7 separate regions of the Mus musculus genome follow, and regions 1, 3, 4, 5, 6 and 7 are each linked to region 2. A link is a contact called in public ChIA-PET, HiCAR-type and HiChIP or PLAC-seq data. All regions are on one chromosome and are shown on one strand. The core of a region is the stretch at or near the end of the contact, and the rest is flanking DNA. Distances in the headings are between cores, read along the strand shown. Region 1 overlaps Prkca (protein kinase C, alpha). Region 2 holds the start of Cep112 (centrosomal protein 112). Region 3 overlaps Prkca (protein kinase C, alpha). Region 4 overlaps Prkca (protein kinase C, alpha). Region 5 overlaps Prkca (protein kinase C, alpha). Region 6 overlaps Gm46298 (a long non-coding RNA gene). Region 7 overlaps Prkca (protein kinase C, alpha).

Region 1 (3,062 bases), core at 510-3,009, 370 kb before region 2:
CTCAGTGAATTTCCTTCTCTCCTCTCCATCCCCTGACTCACCTTGAAGAGGAGGATAAGAAAGGTTACCTCCTTGCTGAGACTGTATGTGGAGGCAACAAGACAATGCATACAAGGTGCACAGTGCTAGGCAAGGCTAGGCACACCCTTGGCACTAAAGAAGTGATAGCTGTTGTCGTCAACAACTTTCCTCAGGACAAACTGAACCATCCAGCAAGCAAGAGGGACAAACAGAGCCCCTGTCCACAAAAGGGCTCCTTTGCTTGGATTTCCTCTTGATACTTTGGAATGCCAAAAATGTGAGTTGGATGTCTTCTCTTTGACTCTGCCCAATAACTCCTAGCTGGATGGGGTGGCACAATCCTTCATACTAGCACTTAGGAGGCAGAGGCAGGCAGATAGAGAGCTGAAGGCCAGCCCAGGCTATATAGTGAGATCGTATCTCAAAACACCAAGAACATTTGATGCAGCTTTATGGTAATGTGTTTGTCTAGTATGTACGTGCAAGGCCCTAGGTTTGCTTACCAATACTGCCAAAATAATAAGACAAATTTTCAAGATACTGTCACTTTTTAGTTATTTTCTTGAGTTTACTTTCTAAATCTAGGGTTGGGTTTCCTTTACATAAAGAACTATATCTTATTTTACTTTGTTTTGGCTTTATGGAGCCTTATGAGTTTTCAGCAAAGAATCTCCCACTGAGCTATATCCAGTAACTATCTTAGAGAGAGATTCCCAATTTTATTGGTACTATTAAAGCCTTTTATTGGTACTATTAAAGTTTTCAGTCAAACTTCCAATTTTCAGGAGCTGGCCATTTCGTTTCTTTGTGCCTCAATTTCTTCATTTATAAATCAAGGATCACAAAATAATCTTACTCACAGGTTTAAATGAGACACAGAAATACTTAAAAAGTAGCTCTTTTGGCCTTTTGAAAGAGTCACATGGAAAACTTACTGTAGAAACTTCCTAAAATATATAAGTATATAAAAGGAGTTTTAATGGAATTTCCCTGTGATGGGGGCATACAACTTCAACTACAAATGATATGCTACCAAACCTCTTTTTGAGTTATTGGTCCCATAACCCTGCCCAAGTATCACAAGCTGTTTCTTAGTTACACTTCAGGACGTGGTGGTAAGACCCTATTGCTGAAGATAGTACACACTTGAGTTATAGAACATGAAGAAATCTACCTCAACTGGACATGTCGCCCTTGCTGGCTTGTGTGCACAGTGCTGGAAGGTGCTGTGTGTGCTACTGGAGGAGTAAAGCAATCACTAGTGCCACCCAGCTGTGAACACTGCAAGCTACAACAACTCACCTGGCAAGAAGCTATGCACCTAAGTGTAACAGTGGCACAAATGTCATGTCATGGGAGCAACCAAGCTCGCTCGCCCTTCCTTCCTTCCTTCCTTCCTTCCTTCCTTCCTTCCTCCCTCCCTCCCTCCCTCCCTCCCTCTCTCCCTCCCTCTCTTTCTTTTCTTTCTTTGTCTCTCTCTTTCTTTCCATATTTATTTGTTTGTTTGTTTAATGCCCACTCTGTGAGATGGAACCATACCTGACATTGTCAATGAGACCCAGAATCTGAGGCCATATAGAACTGAGGCAATGTAGGAGAAAATGCACTGCAATTATTCTGCTCAACACACAGCAATAAGTGACTCCTAACAACATATTACCAGACGTATAGATCAGTGCATTGGCCAACCCTCATCAGAGAAGAGTTATCTTGCAGTAGAGTGTGGTTAGCACAGGAACTCACAACTCTTGGCACACTTCTTTCCTAGGCAGAATGGTGACATTGGTGACAGCATTGGCCCCATAGAAAGGAAGTCTAGTTGAAAGCTAAAGTCTCAAAAATACCCAGAATAACACCTCAAAATTCTTTGAGTTTCTTGCATTCTGATTTGAAAGGACAGTTCTGCGAAGAAAATGTGCTTATTTTTCAAAAAAAGAAAGAGAGAAAGAAAGAACAAAGCAAAGAAAGGAAGGAAGGAAGGAAGAAAATCAAACAACAACACTCTCTAAATTTTGAGCATGTTTCCCAAAATAAGCTTTCTTTAAAATCGTCCCACTTCCTACTTTTCTTAAATAGAACTTTCTTATCTCTATTACATATTCTACTGTTTATAATGATATTTATAGGCAAACACCATTAAAGTCAGTCTTTCCAGGACTTAACGATAAAAGTTAAAAGCTACAAATACAAATGGAAATATAAAACCCTATCTGATAAAATTCTGCAAAGACACTGTCAAAGACCAAGCTTACAGGCACTCCACCAGGAACCCCAGGAGAAATAGTGTAGACTGTTCCAAGAGTTAAATAGTAAACCAACGTGGAGGGTTGGGGTTCAGCCCAATGGTAAATCACTTGACTAGTAAACATAAGGCCCTGACATGACACAGAGAGGCTGGGACGTGTGAAAGACAGGATAGGTCCCGGGGAATCAAGATATCAGGGTAACTTTGATGAGAGTGTGGATGCACTAGAAGTGGACCTGGAGAAACTAGAAGAAAATTCAGGCTGTAGCAGGCAGAGCTCACACAGATACAGGAAGGAGTGCTATAGCCCGTGGCTAGGATATCTTCACCATGGCTGGACCATTTGTTGAGGATGCATGTGGCATGACACTTAGAGGATGAGGGTTTGGATACAAATGCTCTCCTGTCTTCCCACTTAATAATTCTGCAGTGCTGTACATTCTCTATCTTCTTGTGTCTTTCCTGGGAAATGAAGCTAACAGTCAAGTATATAGAGAGGTAAATATCATATATGAAGTTCCTGACATCATCCTTAACAGAGGGGAAGGATATGCAGACATCAGTAGCTGCTGTCACAACCTCCAACATAGATTTTTCAGGTCCTAACAACCCAAGGCCACTGAGCATGTAGACCCACCAGCCATCTGTCTCCCCTGGCCTCGTTTTAGTCTTACCAAATGGTGACCATTGTCAGAGCACCCAGGTCTGCATGTTGCTTTAGACTTTATATGACAATTGAGTATTTGGAAATCCTGTGTACAGAGTATGCTCCTAGGATGTATTAATTAGCGGCAAA
Region 2 (3,016 bases), core at 141-2,640:
CAATATAGTTATGGCCCATAGTCACCACGTTGAATGGTGACTTTAGTCCTCTTGAATTTCTTTCTTCTACTTGGAAGTCTGTATCCTTTGATCAGTAAGTGCACCTCTTCCAAGTGGTCTCTGACTCGTCTCATTTCTGCATACGTGGGTTTTACAATCTGATTCTTAGTACCAACGATCTGGATTGTGGGACAATCGCTCAGCTGCGAGTGTGCTCAAATAATGCTTTTGGAAACCAAATATTCTTGAAAGCATTCTTTCTTCTGTAGTACAAATTGCCTCTGAAATAATGAACAATTGCTGTCTCTTCCAGGGAGGTGGATTCCAAAGTGCACCTTGAAAGAACGTAGTCTTCTTCTGGAAGCTGAAAACAGCTAATTGCAAACAAGCGACTCCTCTACTTTCCTTATGTAAACTTGAAAAGATGCTTCAAGCTGTGCTTCAATTGAGGTTTGGCACCACACTGAGTGCATCGCAAAGACTCTGCAGAGGGATTCTATTGTGAACTTAGGTGAAAAGCAGCGGCACACTGCATTTCATTGAAGGGAGTGTTTTTTACAATTTAAATTTTGTTTCTGTTGGTATTTTAAATTATCCAGTTCAGAGCTTCCAGAAACGTAAAAGATCAAAGAACACCAGTACACAGCAAAGTTGACCGCCCGAGGTCCACCAGACTTCCTGGGAAGCGCAAAAATACATTTTCTCCCCTACTTGATGGTACTATTCTGTACAGAGTGTTAAACAGAAAGCTTTTAAATTTCAGTTCAGGATCTTGCAGGGTTAGTGTTTTCAGACTTATGATGGTTCTAAATAACAAATGTAAATATCCTGCTCGTTGTTTTGAATAATTCACCTCTGGAGTGTGAACTAACAAGGGTAAATTTTCATGCTTCGGACTTACTCAACGGTGATGTCTGTTCAAACGACAGGCTTTTCTGCCAATTACTGTCCAGTAGTTCCATCACTTTTGAGTTTTTCTTGTTCTTTCTCCTCAATCTTTAAAGTGCTCACAAGCGACTGAGTAAGAAGTCAGGAAGATGCAGCATCCACTGTATAGTCCAGGGATCACAGAAGATTAAGCCTGGAAACTAACCGTTCTGGGGAGATGGGCTAAAACCACGAGCTCGGCGCCTGCGCAGTAGACTAGACAGTTACCATAGCAACGGAGCTGCTTGCTGGCGCCATTTCTCGGAGGGTGGGGAAACAGTGAGGAGGGAAGTCTCCGCCCTTAGCATGCGAACTGCCCGAAGGGCGGAAATTCCCGCCCCCTCGGACTTGAGGAGCAGTGACAGACCTAACCCGGAGCGTCGCCATGGCAACAGAGTTGAATGCCAGCCGCAGCTCGAGGGGGCGGGACAGGCGAGTTTGCTAGTCCCGCCCCCGGTTTGCTGGACGGCCCGCAAGGATTTGAAACCGTTTGGCTGTGGCGGCTGGGCGTCGGCGGCCGAGTGGACGGCTTGCTTGTTGGGGCGCCAGGTTCTCTCTCTCTTGTTTCTCCCATCGACAATCCCCACCCGCCTCCTACTCCCAGGTTCTGAGTGGAATTTTGCGCGGGATGGAGCCCCCGCGCGTGCGGGTTGGCCCGGGGAGGGGCGTCGCCCGCAGGCCCGGGACCCGCGCTTGCGGCCTGTGTGGCGCGCGCGCCGGCGGGGTCAGCAGCCGAGCGACGGCCAGGGAAAAGTTCTCAGGAAAGTTTGGGCAGGCGGCATGGCGGGACCCAGAACCCCGAGGTAGGGGGCTTGCGGTTGTGAGAAGAGGTCTGTGTCCTGGAGCAGGTAGGAGAGCGGCCCGGGCCTGGGTGGGCCACACAGGCGCCGCTCCCGGTGCCCACTCGGGCGGAGGAAGTGACCGCCAGGAACCGGACCGCTGCAGTTCTTAGGTGCTGTCAGATCAGTCAGAGGAGGAGAATCAGACTGCAGGCCGACTCCGAGAAAGTCCTGATGAACAGTGAACTTGCAAGGACCCAGACTGGAGTCCCTGCCCTTTGGGGACCCAGCCTGGAGTCCTTGCCCTTTGTGGGGACATAGAGTGTAGTGATCCAGAGAGCAAATAAATAGGACCGCTGACCTTTGTTTCATCTTCGAGACAGAGTGGAATTCACAGAGATCCACCTGCCTCTGCCTCCTGAGTACCCCCCCCCCCATCAGTATGCTGGTATTTTTATGATTTGCATTTCCTATTTAAAGATACATGAAAGTAAGATAGAAAAGGCAATCAAAATGCCAGTGAACCTCATTACACAGCGACCACCTCTCCAATGCCCAGCAAAGCGGAGAGGAGGATAATTGTGCAGTATTCAGGTCCAGGATTGTCTCTTGGATTTGGGTCAGGTCCTGCACACTGTTAAGCCCCAGCTTCAGGCCTGTAAAGGACAATGGGAACTGTTCCTGTCAAGTTAGGTGCATTTGATGACATGCCGGGATACAGTTATGACACTCATAGTCTTGACCTCAGATATTTTCAGGAACTGTCCAACTTGTTTTAAAGAGAGTCTCTCACTTGGACCTGGGCTCCCTGATTAAGCTTAGCTGGCAGCCCAGTGTCTTCTGGGAAGGCTTCTGTCCCCCCTTCCTTCAAAAAAGGCAAAACAACCAAAACCCCCAAATGTGCCCGGGTAACCCTTGTTGATTTGTTGGCGTTTCAGGGCTTCTGTGTTATTCTTCACAATATACTCAACATATAATCTGATGGAACAAAAAGCATTTACACAACTTTCAGGAATAGATTGCGCTTGGCGAGGGGCATGCTCTGCATATGAAGTGTGTCTCTCCTTTTTAAGGATGTTACTATTGCTGGCTTGCTTGAGGTTTGCTGACTTCTGTGGCAGCCAGGAACCCTAAGAAGGTCTTAGCCCATTTCATATTTCATAGCTGTCCACAAAGAAATGGATTTTTTTTAAAGGCGAGACTAATGAGTTAAATAAAAGGCAGTATAAATACAGAATATAACTAAAAGGAGAGCCACCCAACTTCTTTTATTCCTTCTGAGGAATTCCTTTTTATTCCTTTTGTATATG
Region 3 (3,174 bases), core at 583-3,082, 320 kb before region 2:
TGATTTTAATTGTTTATTTGATCTTGATTTATTTTTTTATTTTTTTTTTTTAGAGTCTCTGTTGAGATGTCTGGTGTAATTCTGATAGCTCTGCCTTTATATGCTACTTGGCCTTTTCCCCTTGTAGCTTTTAATATTCTTTCTTCTGTACATTTAGTGTTTTGATAATTTGTGAGAAGAGGATTTTCTTTTCTGGAAAATCTATTTGTTGTTCTGTAGGCTTTATATATATATATATATATATATATATATATATATATATATATGCATCTCTTTCTTTAGGTTGGGGAAATTTTCTTCTATGATTTTGTTGGAAATATTTTCTGGGCCTTGTAGCTGGGAGTCTTTTCCTTCTATTCCTATTATTCTTAGGTTTGGTTTTCATAGGGTCCTAGATAAGAATTGTTACGTTTTTATAATTTCTTTGATTTCATACACATAGCTGGTGTGGTTTGTTTTCTAAACTTGAGCAGATAGGGAAATAAAAACCATCCCTTAGCATCATGCAGTTAAAGAGACACCAGTTTCTCTGGAGGGGACTGAAACTTGGGGCTGGCCTCCTGCCACCAGGCATGAGGTGGAGCAGAGGAGTGGAGGCCTGCAGGCAGGAGAGTGAAGGAAAACACATCCATTGAGTCTCACAAGAGAAAATTACAGCTCTGAGTTTTCCAAACTGTCCTGTACTAATTTGCCTTTTAAAATGTTGCTTTTCATCAAGCTCAATGGAACAACAAACAGCAAAGGCATGAAATAGAAAATGTTTGACAAGGCGCACAAGGAGAAGCACAGTAGCACTCATCAAGCCCAGAGAGATAAACGATAGACACTGCATCCACCACACTAACTGCGTGAACGCAAAAGAGGGCACACATGAAGGAGTGCGGCTGACAAGGTGTGAGACTTGGTTTCACCGACAGTTGAGCAAATGGAGTTGTGTGTCAACATGGGCCTGTCTCATGGCCAGAGGCAATCCATAATCAATCTATCAATCAATCAATCAATCTATGTACCTCACTATATCTGTCTCTGTCTCTCTCTCTGCATGGGAATACATACATTACTTTACACACAGGATCTCACTATGTACCCCAGTTGACCTGGAACTTGTTATGTAGATCTAGCTGGCCTCAAATTACAGAGATGCCCCTGCTTCTGATTCCTGAGTGTTGGGATTAAAGGCGTGCGCCACCTAGCATGAGAACTACCTCTGCAAGACATAAAGCTAACTTTCTGGGACTCTCCAGCTGTGATGCGTTTCTAGAGCTCTGTGCTACAAGTCCTTACAGTTGACACAACATGGGGCTTGGTGGCAATGGGCTTAGCTTGCTTTTTAATACATGTTTGCTCTGATATCACAGTGTTGAATTATTTCTTCTTAAAGGTTAGACCCACCCAAGTCTGAATCCTTGGCATCTTCAAAGGCGACCTGATTTGGAAACAGGGTCTTGGAAGATGCAATTAAGTTGATGATCTGGGATGAGCTCATTTAGAATTTAGGGTAGCTCTTAAATCCATCCAATGATGGCCTTATACCAGGAAGCAGAGTGCGATCAGAGCCACAGAGAGAGGCAGAGGGTGGAATAATCCACAACAAAGAACATAAAAGGCAGCTGCGGAGACCAGGGGAGAGCAGGGAATGGAAGGGCTAGCCAGCTAACACCCTGACTTTGAACTTCTGCCCACCAGACCTCTTTCTGTTGTTTCCTGTCACTAAATTGCAACTTGCTATGGCTGCCTTAGGAAACAAAGATCTTATCTCTCCAGGGAGAATGTTTACATAGTTTCTATTTTGGACCTTGGTTGAGGAATGTGGGTCTGTGAGTCACCTGTGGTTCGTGACTCCACCTGGTCTTTGCAGCTGTGCAAGTATAGCGAGTGCTGCACAGACGTCCCTGGAGAAGGACCAGGCACCACTTCCATTCATAACCGCCAGGAACTGGGAAAGCAGTCTCTTGTCTAATCATACGTGTGCCCAGATGACAATGCAGGCCTTGCACAGTCACAGAAAATTTCTGTGACTTCTGTGAGCATGCCATGTGATAACATGCTAAGCAAAGTGTCTTTCCTGGAGGGTCTGATGTCACCCTTGATTGGAGTCACTCAGATCTTTTTTTTTCTTTTTTTTTTTTTTTTTCCTGAGAAGGAATAAAGAGATTCTAGAAATGGTTTACCGAACTAAAAATAAAGAAGCCATCTGGAAGAGTAATCTACGGCTTTGTTCATTTGGCCGAGCCTCATCAACGGGGACCACCGAGAGCAGGTTAATGCAAGTTCAAGCTCCGTGCAGTCAGCAGAGCACTCCTTTCAAAAACCACGTGCCAGGATATAGCACCAAATGTAATGTGGTGACACGGCCAAGGTTGGTGATTCCAGCTCATCTTCAAACCACATCTGTGCCTATGTCCAAGGGGAATATACCACGGGTGGGAGGAAGAGACTCACAGTTTGCCGTTGTACCCAACCCTGGGAAATCACAAGCACAGGCAGAGTTCCTTCCACACCATCTCTGTCTGCCCAGACATCTGTCCTCCAAATACAGAGGCTATCTGGTCAGGCAGACCGAAGGGCAACACCGTTCAAGAAGTAGGGCTTTACTCTCCCAAATCTGAGAGTGAGGGAAAACAATATAGAGACTCTTGAGCATGGTATGCTGGCTCATACCCGCAATGTCTCAGCATCTGAGAGGCTGAAGCAGGAGACTGCCATGAGTTTGAGGCTAGCCTTGGACATACAGTGAGTTCCAGGCTAGTGTGAGCTATAAGAGAGACCGTCAAAAAAAGACAAACAAAACTTCCCTTTCTGATGACAAACTTGGTGTCTTCTAGGAGACACTCTTTCCTTATGGGGTAACAGGGACTCCTCTACACTGTAGCTTGAAGTGTCTACTCCTGTCTGCTAGCTAGTGAGGGACATGTGCCAGCCTTCTGTGCAGTCAGACGTAGCTGTGTTACTGGATTTGAGCAAATAGGCTGTGAACCCACAAAGGTGTTGTTCTTCTAACTTCAAATATGGAGAAGTGAATGGTTCTTCCCCATTACCAACTAGACATAGAGAATCCTGTTCTAACTATGCAGGCAGAAACAGCACCCTTGAAAGTGATGGCGTATCTATGGAGATACAGTCTGGGTTCCCAGATGTCTGCAGGAAGTATATGACACAGGATTGCCATGGCAG
Region 4 (3,288 bases), core at 71-2,570, 430 kb before region 2:
AGATATCCTGCATACTAGATTTACATTATGATTCATAACTGTAGCAAAATTAAAGTTATGAAATAGCAACAAAATAATTTTATGGTTTGGGTTCACCGCAATGTGAGGGACTGTATTAAAGGTCAAAGCATTAGGAAGGTTGAGAGCCACTGCTCTAGAGCCTTACAATTGGAATTAAAAATATTTACACACACACACACACACACACACACACACACACACACACACACATACAGGAACACGTCTTAATGTTTTAAGTAAGATGATGAGTTTGTGTTAGGTCACATTCACAGGTATTCTCAGTCATGCTTCCTTATGAGGCTTGTGGGCTCCATGTCTGACATACCAGAAGGAACAGTCTGGGAAGGTGACATGGCCTGAATGTTTATGCCCCAGATTCACATGTTGGAACCCTAACCCCTAACATGAAGGTGTGGGGAAGTCACAAGGCCTGCCTCCACCATCATAACTGGATCGGTGAGTGTCCTTGTGAAAGGGTCTTGTGCTTTCCAGTAGGCGAGGACTCAGGAGCAAGGGGCCATCTATGAACCAGATGCCAATCTGTCTGTGCCTTCACCCTGAAGCCTCTAGCCTCTAAGTCAGTGAGCAATGGATCACTGGAAGGCTTGTGGCTTGCGTGGTTTGGTTACAGCAGCCAGAGAAAAGTTTACCTGACAGAAAGCAAGCAGCTGCCCCTAGGGAAGGTCACCTCCTATGTCACCCATGTCCTTCTGCCTGCATGCTTTTCTTTGTTTACGCACACTGCAGCTACACTCTGGGACTAGGGGGTGGGGCTGGGTGACTGTTAACACCCGATGACTAAGAGTTTTCTTCCCAAGCCAGGAGTCACAAACAGATGACAGGAGTGTACTCTTCATGCTCCTCAGAACCACAGTCAGCCCCGCCAGCCCTGGAAGGGTCTCTGGGGAGTCTTCCTACCTATAGCAAAGACACCCGAGTGCGGATGGGGATGCGTGAACCTTGCAGATGCTCTCCAGAGCCATCTGCACCCTCCAGCCCCTCACAAGGTTGTGGTAGTGCTGTGGAGGAAGAGAAGGATGCTATTGTCCTCAGTGCAGGGCTCTGGATCCACTGGCTGCAGAAGCTGATCCCCCTGCACTGCAGGTGGCCCCAGGCTGGGTGTCCCCCAACCACAGGAGGATGACAGAGCAGTCTAACCTCTGAAAGAGTTTGGAGACAAGAGACACAAGGCTGTTCGCATTGCAGATGAGGAGTCGGGGTGACATGTCTAGGCTCCTCTCCTCCCTCGTTTCTGAAGCCCAGACTCTTATCTCTGCAGTGGCATACCACCCTGGGAGCAATAGCGAAGGTTCAGTAACTAGCTCTGGCGGTGCAGACAGAGTGCTCGGCTGCTTCAGCACGAGATCAGACAAGTGAGTGTGTGGCTGTGCGTCAGGATGACAGGCCGTGGCTGGGGTCCATTTCCGGGGTGCACGGATCCTCAAGTCATTCATTTCCAGCTGCACTGGACCTCTTACAGTTTCATAGGTTTTATTTTTCAGTGCTGGAGACTGAACCCAGGGCCTCCAAGCTTAGAAGCTAGCTAACACTCTACCAAGAGCTACACCCCCAGCCCTGCACTTGGACTTGATAGGATGCCTGTGTCCCTGGCTAACTTACCAGGACAGAGAAAATGGAAACTTCTCAACACACCTGAATTAAATTATCGTTCGGTCTCTTCTGTGACGTTTGATTCCCCAAGTGGCACAAGACAATAAGGCTGTGTTGCCAGACTAGGCGGCATTTAACTCAAGGATGCACAAGGACGGGGGATACACAGAAAGCCACTTCCTTAGTGAGAACTGTTTTTATGGTCGTAGCCAATGAGGTGGTTGCCCCTGTTAAAATGAAGCCAGGAAGCCACAGGAAGCTGATGGAACCCTATGCTATGGGAACCAGGTCACACCCCATGGGTGGGTAGGTGGGGGAATGTGGCCCCAGGGGTCGATTTAGAGCTTTCCCTGGTGGTTTTTTTTTTTCCTACCAAGCCTGGTTTGTTTCTAGTAGACATTGCTATTCTCTTTATGGCCATCTGTTCTTCCTTCGTGTTCTTTGGCTCATCCAGTGATGGATGGCATGCCTATCGAGCCTGCTTCATCTCTTCCTCACACATGTATGCAGAGTATGTTGATCCCACCCCCCGCCCCCCCAAAACACACACCTTATCATCTCCTGTTTTCCTCCTGTCCCCTGGATTCCTGTTTCTCCCTCACTAATTTCCACTCCACTTTCAAGTCTCCCCCCACCCCCTTTGCTTCTTCCTTCCTTCGTTTTCTGGCGAACGAACTGAGTTTTGTTAGCGTTAACAGGAGCACAGGCACCTTAAGAGTAACTGCTGCCGGGCGGTGGTGGCGCACGCCTTTAATCCCAGCACTCGGGAGGCAGAGGCAGGTGGATTTCTGAGTTCGAGGGCAGCCTGGTCTACAGAGTGAGTTCCAGGACAGCCAGGGCTATACAGAGAAACCCTGTCTTAAAAAAAAAAAAAAAAAAAAAAAAAAAAAAAAAACTGCCCCTCGTCCCCAGCCCCAGTTACCACTAACTGCCAATAGCTCTTCAGGGAGGGTGTGCCCCTCCCCCCACCAGCAACAGTTAACTGCCTCCAAGTCCTCTGGGGTAGACCTGGCCATTCCTAGAAGCAGCTTAGCCTGCCTCACCTGGTAAGTGCTCCCTAGAAAGCTGTTTGCCTTTAGTCCTTCCCAGCTGCTATGGGAGGATCCTGGGATTCCCCAAAGGATCCTGTTTTGACGAACATCCCATTGTTACCTTTTCTAGGTGTTTCCACCCATGAAAATGTAGTCTGCCTCCCCCCCCCCCCAATCCCCTCACCTCCCAGGGCTGACAGCCAATTCATGCAATGTCCACCTTAGGGAATGGCTGTGGCATATTATGTTTAGACTCTTTTCACACTAACACATTGCTTTTCCTGCCAGGAGCACCTGGATCACCACCACACAGGCTTTGTGGGATCGGAGTCCCTTGAATTCACACATGCTGTCCCAGTATTGGTTTTCCAGACTGTCAGCAATGCTTCTTAAAGGCAGGGGATTCTCTGTTCCTGAGAAAACAGTTCCTGGGCAAGCAAGGGCAGATAGAAAGCAGCAACAAGACCTGTGTCGACGGCCCTTGACCGCCTCTGTTTTAGGACGGAGGTTGTTGCCTAAAATTGGGAGCAACTGGGAGCGTGAAGTGATCATTTCATTGCCATTCCTGTTCATGAACAAGTAGAGGCCCAGGCAAGTTTCTGCTTCTGTTGTGGCTTGTGTTCGT
Region 5 (3,278 bases), core at 180-2,679, 350 kb before region 2:
TCGTGCATACATTTCCTGAGGCCCTCTGACAGTGAGCCATCTGAACAGCAGTCCTCAGTTTGACTTCTTAGAACCACACCATTTGGAGCTAGGGAGGTGGCTGGGGCAGGGGGAGGGGTTTTCTACACAAGCATGAGGACCTAAGTTCGGATCCCCAGGCCCACTTAGTAGGCAGGCACAGTGGTATGCTTCTATAACCTCCTGTGCTGGGGGACTGGAGACAGGAGGATTGCTGGGGCTTCTGGTCTAGCCAAAACAGAGCACTTTGGGCTCAGTAAAGGGAGTGATAGAGGAAGATGCTCAATGTTGACCACTGGCCTCCAGCTGTTATATGCCCTTGTGTGTGTGCACATGCACACGTGCACACACACACACACACACACACACACACACACACCACATATACACTTACATAGACACATGCATAGACCACATATTCTCTCTCTCTGTATCTCTCTCTGTGTATCTCTCTCTGTCTCTCTGTGTATCTCTCTGTCTCTCTCTCTCACACACACATAACACACACACACACACCACACACACACACACAATTAAAAAAAGAAGAAACAATCCCACCACACCATTTTTAGCCTTCATAGCAGATACTGCTGGTCCTTTAATTAAAAGATGGTCCTCTTGCTTTTCCTGTTAAGAATATTTGTAGGAATAACAACAGGTCCAGCTGGCAAAACATACTTCCCAGATTCTCTTATAGCTTCAGATGGCCACAAAACATAGCTTTGGCCAACCAAATGCCAACACAAAGCCATAAGGCACTTACAGAAAGTTAATTATCCAGTTACTGGCTCTACCTTGCTCGCTTCCCTTCTATGCCTGACTGGAGGCGAAGCGGCCATTTTCTGACCAAAGATAACCCTGCTTCCTCTTTTTAAATGGATTTTTGTGGCAAATAAAAGGGATATTTCATAATCTCAAGAAAACAGGCACCAGTTTTCCAATGAGCGTCAGGGCAGCAGTGTGGATCTTACCCATCTTGTTAGCCTTAACTGTTAGAAGGAAGAGAAGTGGATGGCTTATTGCTGTTCAGGTAGCAGGGTGACATGGAACACTGAGGAATGGCTGCATGTAGAAAGCCTGAGGGTCGATCTCCACAGAACAAGTGCTTATGGGTCTGTGGTATCTTTGACTTCATTCTGGCCACTGAGTACCAAACACTAGCATCATATTCAATCTCTTGCATTACTGGACTGCAGAGAGAGCTCAAAAGAGAGCTGTCCTCTGGATCTTCCCCAGACTTGTAATCCCGCCTCTTCTCCTCACCCCCTCAGAGGCTTAGAAGAGACAATAATGAACCTCTTCAAACATCTGCTAGTGGGTTTTTGGCCTTGAGACATTAAGTGGGGGAGAGACAAGGGATTGGTTTCAACATACTTGAGCTTTGCCAAGAGCCTAGTCTCTGAGGAGTTTGCAGGACACTGCCATCCCTCATGGCTCTCACTTCATGGATGGAGATAATGATATTCATTTGAGGGGCATGTTATGCCCTTCTGTTGCATATACAAATCAGCCTTAATGGATATTTTTTTACAACTTCCCACAGGGAAAATAGGCCATGTGAAAATGCCAGGCATCCAACTGTCACTTCCTACCATGGACAAAAAAGACAAAAAAGACAAAAAAAAATCAACAGCCCTGCTTAGAGAGAGCCAGTGATTGCACTCACTGCTAAAAGCGCCTAATGCTTTTGTCTGACACTTGGCTTTGGGGCTTCTCAGTTCGACAGGCACTTGGAACCCATGATGCCTGCCAGGATCTCAGGCCAATCTGGTATAGTTTGTTTGGCCGGATGAAGGAGAGAGAGCGAGGAGAGACTCCACTCTGCTACTTTTTGTAAGCAGGGCTTGGGTCCCATAATGTAACTGTTCAGGGGACTCTGAAGGGTGATGAGTTCTGCCTTTCTGCTCAATAACTTCCTGACCTGAGGCCCTACAGTAACTGAGGTTATAAGAGCTGATTTCCAGGACGGCAGATTTTTTTTTTCTTTTCATTTCTCTTCCTTTCTCATTCATGACCGAAGGGCCTGTGGTAGTTGGGGTTAATAACCCAATGGGAGTAATCCTGTGGATTAGCCACCCCTTAACCAGTTTCCTAGGGAAAATCTGAAGGTCTTAGGAATGAGTAGGAGAACTAAGAAGAGGGATGCTGGATGGATAGATGGGCAAATGGACAGATGGATAGATGGACAGGTAGACAGATGGATAGATGGACAGGTAGACAGATGGATAGATGGACAGGTAGACAGATGGATAGATGGACAGATGGATAGATTGGCAGATAGACGGATGGACAGATGGGCAGATGGATAGATGGGCAGATGGATAGATGGGCAGATGGACAGATAGACAGATGGACAGATGGATAGATGGGCAGGTAGACAGATGGATAGATGGGCAGATGGACAGATGGATAGATGGACAGGTAGACAGATGGATAGATGGACAGATGGATAGATGGACAGATGGATAGATGGACAGATGGATGAGTAAAAGGAAGGAGCAGGAGGCAGAAATGTTTACGCCTGAGGAAGATGGGCACAGTCACTTTACTTGCATCTCTCTTAGATATTCAGCAAAACTCTGTGCACCAGCCTAACAGCAGAATGCAGGCATGGCAATCAGAAGGGAACACCTCTCGGATACAGCATCACCTCAGCCATCAATTATTTTATTACATGCCATGAGGAATGTTCCAAATACTCCACTTTCTTGTGACTTGATGATTGCTGGTTGTCTCTGAGGACACTGGAGCTTTCTCAAAGTATCCCTGGTAGTAAAGGTTTTTGTTTGTTTCTTTCTTTGTTTTGCTTTGCTTTTTACTTTTTTGGTTTGTTTTGTCCTTTCAAGACAGGGTTTCTCTGTATAGCTCTAGCCATCCTGGAACTCACTCTGAAGATAAGGTTGGCCTTGAACTCAGAGATTTGCTTGCTTCTTCCTCCTGTGTGCCAGATTATAAGCAGCTGGTATTGAAGATTTTAAGTCACGAGCTTAAAATTACAATGAGAAGTCATAATAGGCTCCTAATATTCTTTGCATATATGTGGAGAAATAAATGTAGAAATTAAATATACAAAAAATGAATGAATGCATGAATGAATGCACACATGAATTAAGGGATATATAATTAATAGAGGCAATCTCAACATTGTCATTACAAGACACTTATAAGAGTGTGCTCAAACAATGAGTATGTGTTGTCTTCTGATCCAGCTCATGTCCATTGCAAATGAAAGTTCCGATTAACTAATTAGAATTTCCGTG
Region 6 (2,944 bases), core at 205-2,704, 470 kb after region 2:
TCATCTCTCTCCCCTTACAGCCCATTAGATCTAGGCATGGTGAACCTGACTTGTCTAAGCAAAGTTACCTTCAGACAGTATGGGGCAGAGTGGAGCGTAGGCTCAGATTACACTTGATAGATAAAACTGCCAGCCCCAGCCAGGCAAGACAGCTATCCTGTGAGTGCTTCCTGTGAGTGCCATCCAGGGTCCATCCACTCCTGCTTGAGGCCAAGCACTGGTGAAAACTTATTAAGAAAATGTCCCTGGCCTTGGGCTGTTACAGCCCGGCAGCAAAGCCACCCGGAGTAGAAGCCTGTCCCTGACGACTCCTCTCATCTCACACAAAGCTTGCCTCTGAAAGCAACATGAAAGATAAGCCCTTTTCTTGGTTTCTAAGGTAAGATTTCGGTTTTGGCCTGCAGCTCTTTCTGGGAAAAAAAAATCTCTTGGTAAATTCAGGTGTAACTCCAACTAGTGATTAAAATCCCCTTTTCCCAACTGCAGAAATATATCCTAGAAACAAACCAAGCCCTCCGAGATGTAAAGGAGGCATTCCCCCCAAAAAATATGGTCAGTGACATTCAACCCACCAAGTCCGCAACCCCTAAAGGGGTCAAGCCCCACCCTACCCCTGAGTCCCCAGCCTCTGCTTGCCCACTGCATGGTCATCCAGACAGCTTGCCACCCAGCCAGGTCCAGCATAAATTGCACACCAGAAGACAGGGTTAGCTCTTCCTGAACCGATAATTAAAAATATTTTGTGTGTCCTATCTTCCTGTGGAGAGGAAAAACCAGCAGCGCATTCTTAGAAGCGTTTTAGAATAACCCAGGGCATTTGCAGACTCTTTAAAAAAAACAGCCCCTCCATAATGGTTCCCCCCCCCCCCTTCTACTGGAAACACCCGCAAGCCTCTTCCTTGGCGGTGTGCGAAGATTAGAAAAGCGCTCTCAAGTGGAAAAGCACACGGGGAAGAGAGATTACGACGATGCCCAGTGTGGGCCGATTTAGGCTTAAGGTGCTTTTTAAATCTTTTCATTTCTACGCAGGACGTTGAGCGTTTGGACTCTTGGCAGGAAAGCAAATGAAACCCTCCGGTCCAACTCAAATTCCCTCCAAGGCCTACACAAATCATATTATAAAGCAGCTTTTATAGATCTGCAATAATTACGCTTAATTCGAAGATGTTTGTTTTCTGTTAAGCTAACCGTTAGCCTTCACGTTAATTGGGAGCAGACACATCCCAGACTCGTGAGCACCTTGACCTAACAGATTATTCGTGAGCATCTCTGTATCGAGTGGGAAATCTTCACAACCCGCGACACCCTCCACCTACCCCACCCCTGCCCCCCCCCACCCCATCCCATCCCCCAACAGTTGTTTTAGCAGTTTACATTTCTAAGGCGTCTCATTGGCTGGGACTGAGCACGTGGGTCTCTCAGCTGGTAAGCCCCTCTCGGTCTCTGTTCCAATCCTCCTATGGATGGGTGCACCCCGTGGTTCACTTTGAGTGGCGTGCCCACATCTGTGACCCCTCTGCTTCCTTTAAATCCAAGAAATGGAGGAGTGACCTAAAAGAAATGAGGGCCGAGGCTTTCAAGGATTACTCTCTCAGAGAAAAAGTTCAGTCCCTGGGAGAAAAAGAGCCCTGGGCCTTTGGAGAAAGTATGAGAAACATTTTGATCTTTTCACATAAACCTCTCTACTTTTCCAAGCCCGCTGCCTTCACCCCACCCCCCTCGCCAGAGCGCTAGCCAGCTGAGTGTGTGGATAAGAAATAAAAGCCCGAGACTGGGTCCATTTGGAAGCAAAACCTCAACAGGATCATTTCCAATCGGATATCCTAAGCCTCAGCCTTGAGGTCTCAAAGCAGTCTGTCCTTCCCGGCGCAGACTAAGGGCCCTGCTTCAAGTAAGTCCCGGGAACAGGAGCCCTCTTCCACAGAGCACTAGAAATCCCAGGCCCCAGAACCCCGGGGGTGGAGGGGGTCGGTGAAGGGGGGGGGGCGCTCTGGGTTCTCAGCTCCAACAGCCAGCAGACCTGGCTAGTCCTGTTTGTCTCACCCCTCCCAAGTCTCCTGGGCTGGACATCTCAGCTCTGTGACAACACTACAGAAGGAGCCTTTGGCTTTGTGGTCAAAAACTTTGTCAGGGCCCAGAGCAGATGGAGAAGGGAGCTTTCCAGATGTTGCGCACAATAAAGAGAGTTTTTATTTTATTCTTTCTTTCTTTTTTTTTTTTTTAAATGAGGATCGGGGGAGTCGTAACAGGGCAAAACGTGAGTTTGGCAGCCCCTCCGCCGGCCGGCCGTGTACTGTGTGTGCGGCAAGGGGGTGCGGGGTGCAGGGTCCGGGTTGGGAGAGGCTCCTGCACCCGCAGCCGGGCGGGCTGTGCCTCGTTACTGAGGTGGCTCCTTGCACCTTCTAACGCCACTGGAAAACTGCAAAAGAAAGGCTCTTCCCCTGGCGTTTTCATCTTCCCCGTGTAGACAAGCATTCCAAATGGGATTAAGTGAAGAGGAGAAATGAAACATTTCCAACGTTAGTTAGAGCGCACACCGTTTTTCTCTCACCCCTCACCCTTCTTCTTCTTCTTCTTCTTCTTCTTCTTCTTCTTCTTCTTCTTCTTCTTCTTCTTCTTCTTCTTCTTCTTCTTCTTCTCCTTCTCCTTCTCCTTCTCCTTCTCCTTCTCCTTCTCCTTCTCCTCCTCCTCCTCCTCCTCCTCCTCCTCCTCCTCCTCCTCCTCCTCCTCCTCCTTCTTCTTTTTTTTTTTTTTTTAACAGAGAAGCGGGCAGCATAATGATCCTGAAACAGCCGCTGCCTCCGGGAACCCAGATTTTTGGAGGCGGGGGAGGGGGTGATGTTTTTCCTGCTAGCTAGGTTCCATGTGAGCCTGACTTCTTCTGGTAGAAAAGGCCAGGATGAAAGTTTCTCCTTCTCGTACAGCCTCTTGGGGGGACAGATCA
Region 7 (2,839 bases), core at 44-2,543, 290 kb before region 2:
TTGAATCCAGAGTAAGTCTCTGTCTCAAACACACACAACACACACAGATACACAGATACACAGACACACACACATACACACAGACACACACACATACACACACATATACACAGACACACACAACACACACATACACATACAGACACACAGACACACACACATACACACACATACACACAGACACACACAGACACACACAGACACACACAACACACACATACACATACAGACACACAGACATGCAACAGACACACACATGGCACACACATATACACAGACATGCAACAGACACACACATAGCACACACATACACACACACATATACACACACATACACACACACACACACACACACACACATCAGAAGTGGGCTAACCCAGCTTTAAGGGTCAAAAGTGACTCTGCCTGTTGACTTAAAGCAGTGCTGAACCCCCACCCTGTCAGTTCCACACTAGGACACAGAGGATGACAGTCTACATGCATTAAGATACCCTGTGTGTCTGCTGAGTTCTGTACTTCAATTCCTGTTCAGTTCCTAACCACACGGTCTCTCACTAATCTTGACTGAATTAAGATGAACATGAAGATGCTCTTCCCTGAGCATCTACCCTGCTCCCTCCCCACCAGATTGATCGTGTCAGTTTAATGTAACAGAATTAAAAAATCATGCAAAATGGTATGTTTTGTGAACAATAGTTCCTCTGAATCTCAGACAGTCATTTGTTCACCAAACCCCAGCAGGCTGCAGCTGAGTTGACATTAAAAGGAAAAATTCCAGGAAAAACCTGGGGAGGGGGAGAGAAGTAAGCAGAGAGGGAGGACACACAGACCTAATCAAGGCAACTGACCTGGGCCACCTGGTGATCTCTACTCCATTCAGGTCGGCACCCCCCACTGGTGAGGACTGAGACTGCAGCAGGGCTTGCCCAGCTAAATGACAAGCAAGGGCTTTGCAAAATTCAGAATAATGAATGAAAAATGTCCTAGGAGAGGCTGGTAACATCTCTAAGACTCCAGGTTATCTGAATGTGTAGAGTGGCCTTCAAATTTGGGAAGAAACACATCTCTGAATGAAGTGCCTGGCTTACAAACTTCTGTCTTCGTGCCTCATCTCCTTTGATCCACTCATCACATCAGCACTCAGAGACAGACTGCTATTGTTCCCAGCTAACAGGTAAGGCAATTGAGGCTCTGGGAGACTCAGTGGCTTGCAGCCAACTCAAGACCACAGAGTCCTGGTCCAGAGCCTTTCCTGTCTGACTGCTCTGCCTCCCAACTCAGCAAAGCTCACATGTAACCTACCCCTTCTCACTAACACGCTGGTGGCAGGCTTGAAAAACACTCTTGCTTTCCTAAGTGGACTAGGCTTTAGGATCCGTCAGGATTGGCCTCTGTTTTAATTCCTATTTTCCATTTTAAACCACATTCTTCCTTGCTTGTTTTCCTGATCTCTGAGCTCAGCGAAATCCTCCTGGACGGGGTTTTTGCAGCCCTGTCTGGATCATTTTAACTCTCCCTGGCACACAGAATGTCAAAACTTCTGCAGGTCAAGAGAGGGAAGGAGGGAGGGAGGGAGGAAGGGAGGGAGGGAGGGAGGAAGGGAGGGAGGGAGGGAGGGACAGAGAGAGAGAGAGAGAGAGAGAGAGAGAGATCATTCAATTCTGCCAAGTGCACTCAACAATTTCTAAGGCTTGATCCAATGTTGGTCTGGAGAAAGCATTGTTTCTGCAGAGAAGCCAACATCCCACACTAAGCCTTCAGCTCCAACCTGCACCCCGAATTGTTGGCACAGACACCCCAGCTTGCTCATCTGTATGCTCAAGGCTCCTGTGGGCTGCATGACAGCTCAGTGCTGATTAAAGAAAAGGTGCAAGTGACACTGGAAGATGCTATAAATAGAGAATTCCGAAATCTATCTGCCCTAGTGGCCAGGACTCATTAGATCTGAAACTGTTTGGCTTTTCACTGGAGAGACAGGAGCCCAATTACCACAGTGCACATACAAAGGAAATTATCTGGGCGACATTGAGATTCCACTTGTAAGCTGTTTACTTGAAATAGTCCTGGGGTTTTGATGGGCTTAATCCTTAAATACATTGATTCTGAAAGGATTTTTAAAACTTGGACCCTACAGGATTTAATGAAGACCTATGAAAGTATCACTCAAAACTCTCTGTAAACGTGGCAGGCTTCTCCCAAGCCCAGCTGTTCAGGCATGCTATGTGTCTTTGTATGAGCCTGTAACTCTCTGAGTCTGTTGTTGTTGTTGTTGTTGTTGTTCCAAGATAAGATGCTAGAGGGCTTCTATGGCTCAGCCTCTCTCTGACCATCTCTGAGTCACAGATTCCTCTACTCAGATCTCCCATGTCCCATGGCAGAAGCTGAGACAGATACAAGAATGTGAATCAACTGGAATGCGGCCCCCAAGCCTGGAGGACAGGCACTACACCTGTTTAAATGCCAAATATAGGGCACTGTCATGGAGAGACTCCCGCTCAGAGTTCTTGGGGCTTTCTCTTCTCACAATCCCTGCTGCACTGTGCCCCGAGTGGACCTATATGCCCAGCCTTCACTACATCAGCCTCAGACACTAATTACAGAGCAGGTTCATCCCAAGGGTTGCTGTGCTGAGCCACCCAGAAGCTGAGGTGACTACTCAGGACATGAGGCTGCTCCTTCCCACAGACCTTTCTGTTCTGCCATGCTTCATGTTTTACACTCAGTGTGGCCTCTGTCATCCGTGACTCAAGCGATAGCACGTGGCAACGGCTAGTCTCAGACCCTCATGCCCACTGGGTACTTTGTCCCCTCTTCTGACAACTGGCTCCCCTCTACCATT

The links. ChIA-PET counts read pairs in DNA pulled down with a chosen protein or histone mark. HiCAR-type assays count read pairs that join an accessible place to other places. HiChIP or PLAC-seq counts read pairs in DNA pulled down with a chosen protein or histone mark.
Region 1: an RNA polymerase II ChIA-PET map of effector CD8 T cells shows a contact between it and region 2, with 8 read pairs. The contact joins the enhancer-like site here to the promoter of Cep112 in region 2. A contact is called at or near these places in 10 of 39 promoter capture datasets (the 3T3-L1 cell line, the C10 cell line, the SN4741 cell line and 5 more), 1 of 15 datasets of contacts at CTCF or cohesin (the NIH/3T3 cell line), 9 of 115 datasets of contacts at active chromatin or transcription factors (bone marrow-derived macrophages, effector CD8 T cells, embryonic forebrain and 5 more) and 1 of 9 other capture datasets (liver).
Region 3: an H3K27ac HiChIP or PLAC-seq map of trophoblast stem cells shows a contact between it and region 2, with 10 times the contacts expected there. The contact joins the enhancer-like site here to the promoter of Cep112 in region 2. A contact is called at or near these places in 4 of 39 promoter capture datasets (hematopoietic stem and progenitor cells, hippocampal neurons, liver and 1 more), 2 of 15 datasets of contacts at CTCF or cohesin (the NIH/3T3 cell line and large pre-B cells), 6 of 115 datasets of contacts at active chromatin or transcription factors (astrocytes, embryonic stem cells, extraembryonic endoderm stem cells and 1 more) and 2 of 9 other capture datasets (adipose tissue and liver).
Region 4: a contact with region 2 is called in a FOXA1 HiChIP or PLAC-seq map of pancreatic cancer cells. The contact joins the enhancer-like site here to the promoter of Cep112 in region 2. A contact is called at or near these places in 16 of 39 promoter capture datasets (the C10 cell line, the HPC-7 cell line, HPC-7-derived erythroid cells and 10 more), 3 of 15 datasets of contacts at CTCF or cohesin (the NIH/3T3 cell line, embryonic stem cells and large pre-B cells), 13 of 484 Hi-C or Micro-C datasets (CD4 T cells, the CH12 cell line, Th1 cells and 7 more), 24 of 115 datasets of contacts at active chromatin or transcription factors (T-cell acute lymphoblastic leukemia, Th17 cells, astrocytes and 13 more) and 3 of 9 other capture datasets (adipose tissue, embryonic stem cells and macrophages).
Region 5: an H3K4me3 HiChIP or PLAC-seq map of stem cell-derived neural progenitor cells shows a contact between it and region 2, with 19 read pairs. The contact joins the enhancer-like site here to the promoter of Cep112 in region 2. A contact is called at or near these places in 5 of 39 promoter capture datasets (the 3T3-L1 cell line, the C10 cell line, hematopoietic stem and progenitor cells and 2 more), 1 of 15 datasets of contacts at CTCF or cohesin (the NIH/3T3 cell line), 1 of 484 Hi-C or Micro-C datasets (bone marrow-derived macrophages), 7 of 115 datasets of contacts at active chromatin or transcription factors (bone marrow-derived macrophages, embryonic forebrain, embryonic stem cells and 4 more) and 2 of 9 other capture datasets (embryonic stem cells and liver).
Region 6: a contact with region 2 is called in an H3K4me3 HiChIP or PLAC-seq map of craniofacial prominence, with 5 times the contacts expected there. The contact joins the enhancer-like site here to the promoter of Cep112 in region 2. A contact is called at or near these places in 3 of 39 promoter capture datasets (cranial neural crest, embryonic stem cells and trophoblast stem cells), 1 of 484 Hi-C or Micro-C datasets (embryonic stem cells), 8 of 115 datasets of contacts at active chromatin or transcription factors (craniofacial prominence, embryonic basal ganglia, embryonic midbrain and 2 more) and 1 of 9 other capture datasets (embryonic stem cells).
Region 7: a contact with region 2 is called in a HiCAR-type map of astrocytes, with 4 times the contacts expected there. The contact joins the enhancer-like site here to the promoter of Cep112 in region 2. A contact is called at or near these places in 8 of 39 promoter capture datasets (the 3T3-L1 cell line, cranial neural crest, frontonasal cranial neural crest and 4 more), 1 of 15 datasets of contacts at CTCF or cohesin (large pre-B cells), 22 of 484 Hi-C or Micro-C datasets (B cells, DN3 thymocytes, the HL-1 cell line and 16 more), 10 of 115 datasets of contacts at active chromatin or transcription factors (astrocytes, bone marrow-derived dendritic cells, bone marrow-derived macrophages and 5 more) and 3 of 9 other capture datasets (embryonic stem cells, liver and pancreatic islet).

The regions. Positions count from the first base shown.
Region 1 is chr11:108,050,817-108,053,878 of GRCm38.p6, forward strand. All of the region lies in intron 5 of Prkca (protein kinase C, alpha), which reads right to left. Among named protein-coding and RNA genes, the nearest start is that of Mir7223, 56 kb to the left of the region's middle. Within about 2 kb of position 1,760, at least 4 of the 459 cell types and tissues checked have an H3K27ac peak or open chromatin away from gene starts, as enhancers often do. A contact at or near this core is called in effector CD8 T cells, where this site is marked.
Region 2 is chr11:108,423,876-108,426,891 of GRCm38.p6, forward strand. It overlaps Cep112 (centrosomal protein 112), which reads left to right and starts at 1,391. Exons shown (of 27, transcript NM_001373899.1): 1 at 1,391-1,476.
Region 3 is chr11:108,099,914-108,103,087 of GRCm38.p6, forward strand. All of the region lies in intron 3 of Prkca (protein kinase C, alpha), which reads right to left. Among named protein-coding and RNA genes, the nearest start is that of Gm51922, 11 kb to the right of the region's middle. Within about 2 kb of position 1,833, at least 50 of the 459 cell types and tissues checked have an H3K27ac peak or open chromatin away from gene starts, as enhancers often do. A contact at or near this core is called in trophoblast stem cells, where this site is marked.
Region 4 is chr11:107,991,376-107,994,663 of GRCm38.p6, forward strand. All of the region lies in intron 8 of Prkca (protein kinase C, alpha), which reads right to left. Among named protein-coding and RNA genes, the nearest start is that of Mir7223, 3.8 kb to the right of the region's middle. Within about 2 kb of position 1,321, at least 29 of the 459 cell types and tissues checked have an H3K27ac peak or open chromatin away from gene starts, as enhancers often do. A contact at or near this core is called in T-cell acute lymphoblastic leukemia, Th17 cells, pancreatic cancer cells and 1 more, where this site is marked.
Region 5 is chr11:108,078,747-108,082,024 of GRCm38.p6, forward strand. All of the region lies in intron 3 of Prkca (protein kinase C, alpha), which reads right to left. Among named protein-coding and RNA genes, the nearest start is that of Gm51922, 32 kb to the right of the region's middle. Within about 2 kb of position 1,430, at least 10 of the 459 cell types and tissues checked have an H3K27ac peak or open chromatin away from gene starts, as enhancers often do. A contact at or near this core is called in stem cell-derived neural progenitor cells, where this site is marked.
Region 6 is chr11:108,889,752-108,892,695 of GRCm38.p6, forward strand. The region is part of intron 2 of Gm46298 (a long non-coding RNA gene); the gene reads right to left. Among named protein-coding and RNA genes, the nearest start is that of Gm46298, 20 kb to the right of the region's middle. Within about 2 kb of position 1,455, at least 103 of the 459 cell types and tissues checked have an H3K27ac peak or open chromatin away from gene starts, as enhancers often do. A contact at or near this core is called in craniofacial prominence and embryonic basal ganglia, where this site is marked.
Region 7 is chr11:108,134,703-108,137,541 of GRCm38.p6, forward strand. All of the region lies in intron 3 of Prkca (protein kinase C, alpha), which reads right to left. Among named protein-coding and RNA genes, the nearest start is that of Gm51922, 24 kb to the left of the region's middle. Within about 2 kb of position 1,294, at least 42 of the 459 cell types and tissues checked have an H3K27ac peak or open chromatin away from gene starts, as enhancers often do. A contact at or near this core is called in astrocytes, cerebral cortex, cortical glia and 2 more, where this site is marked.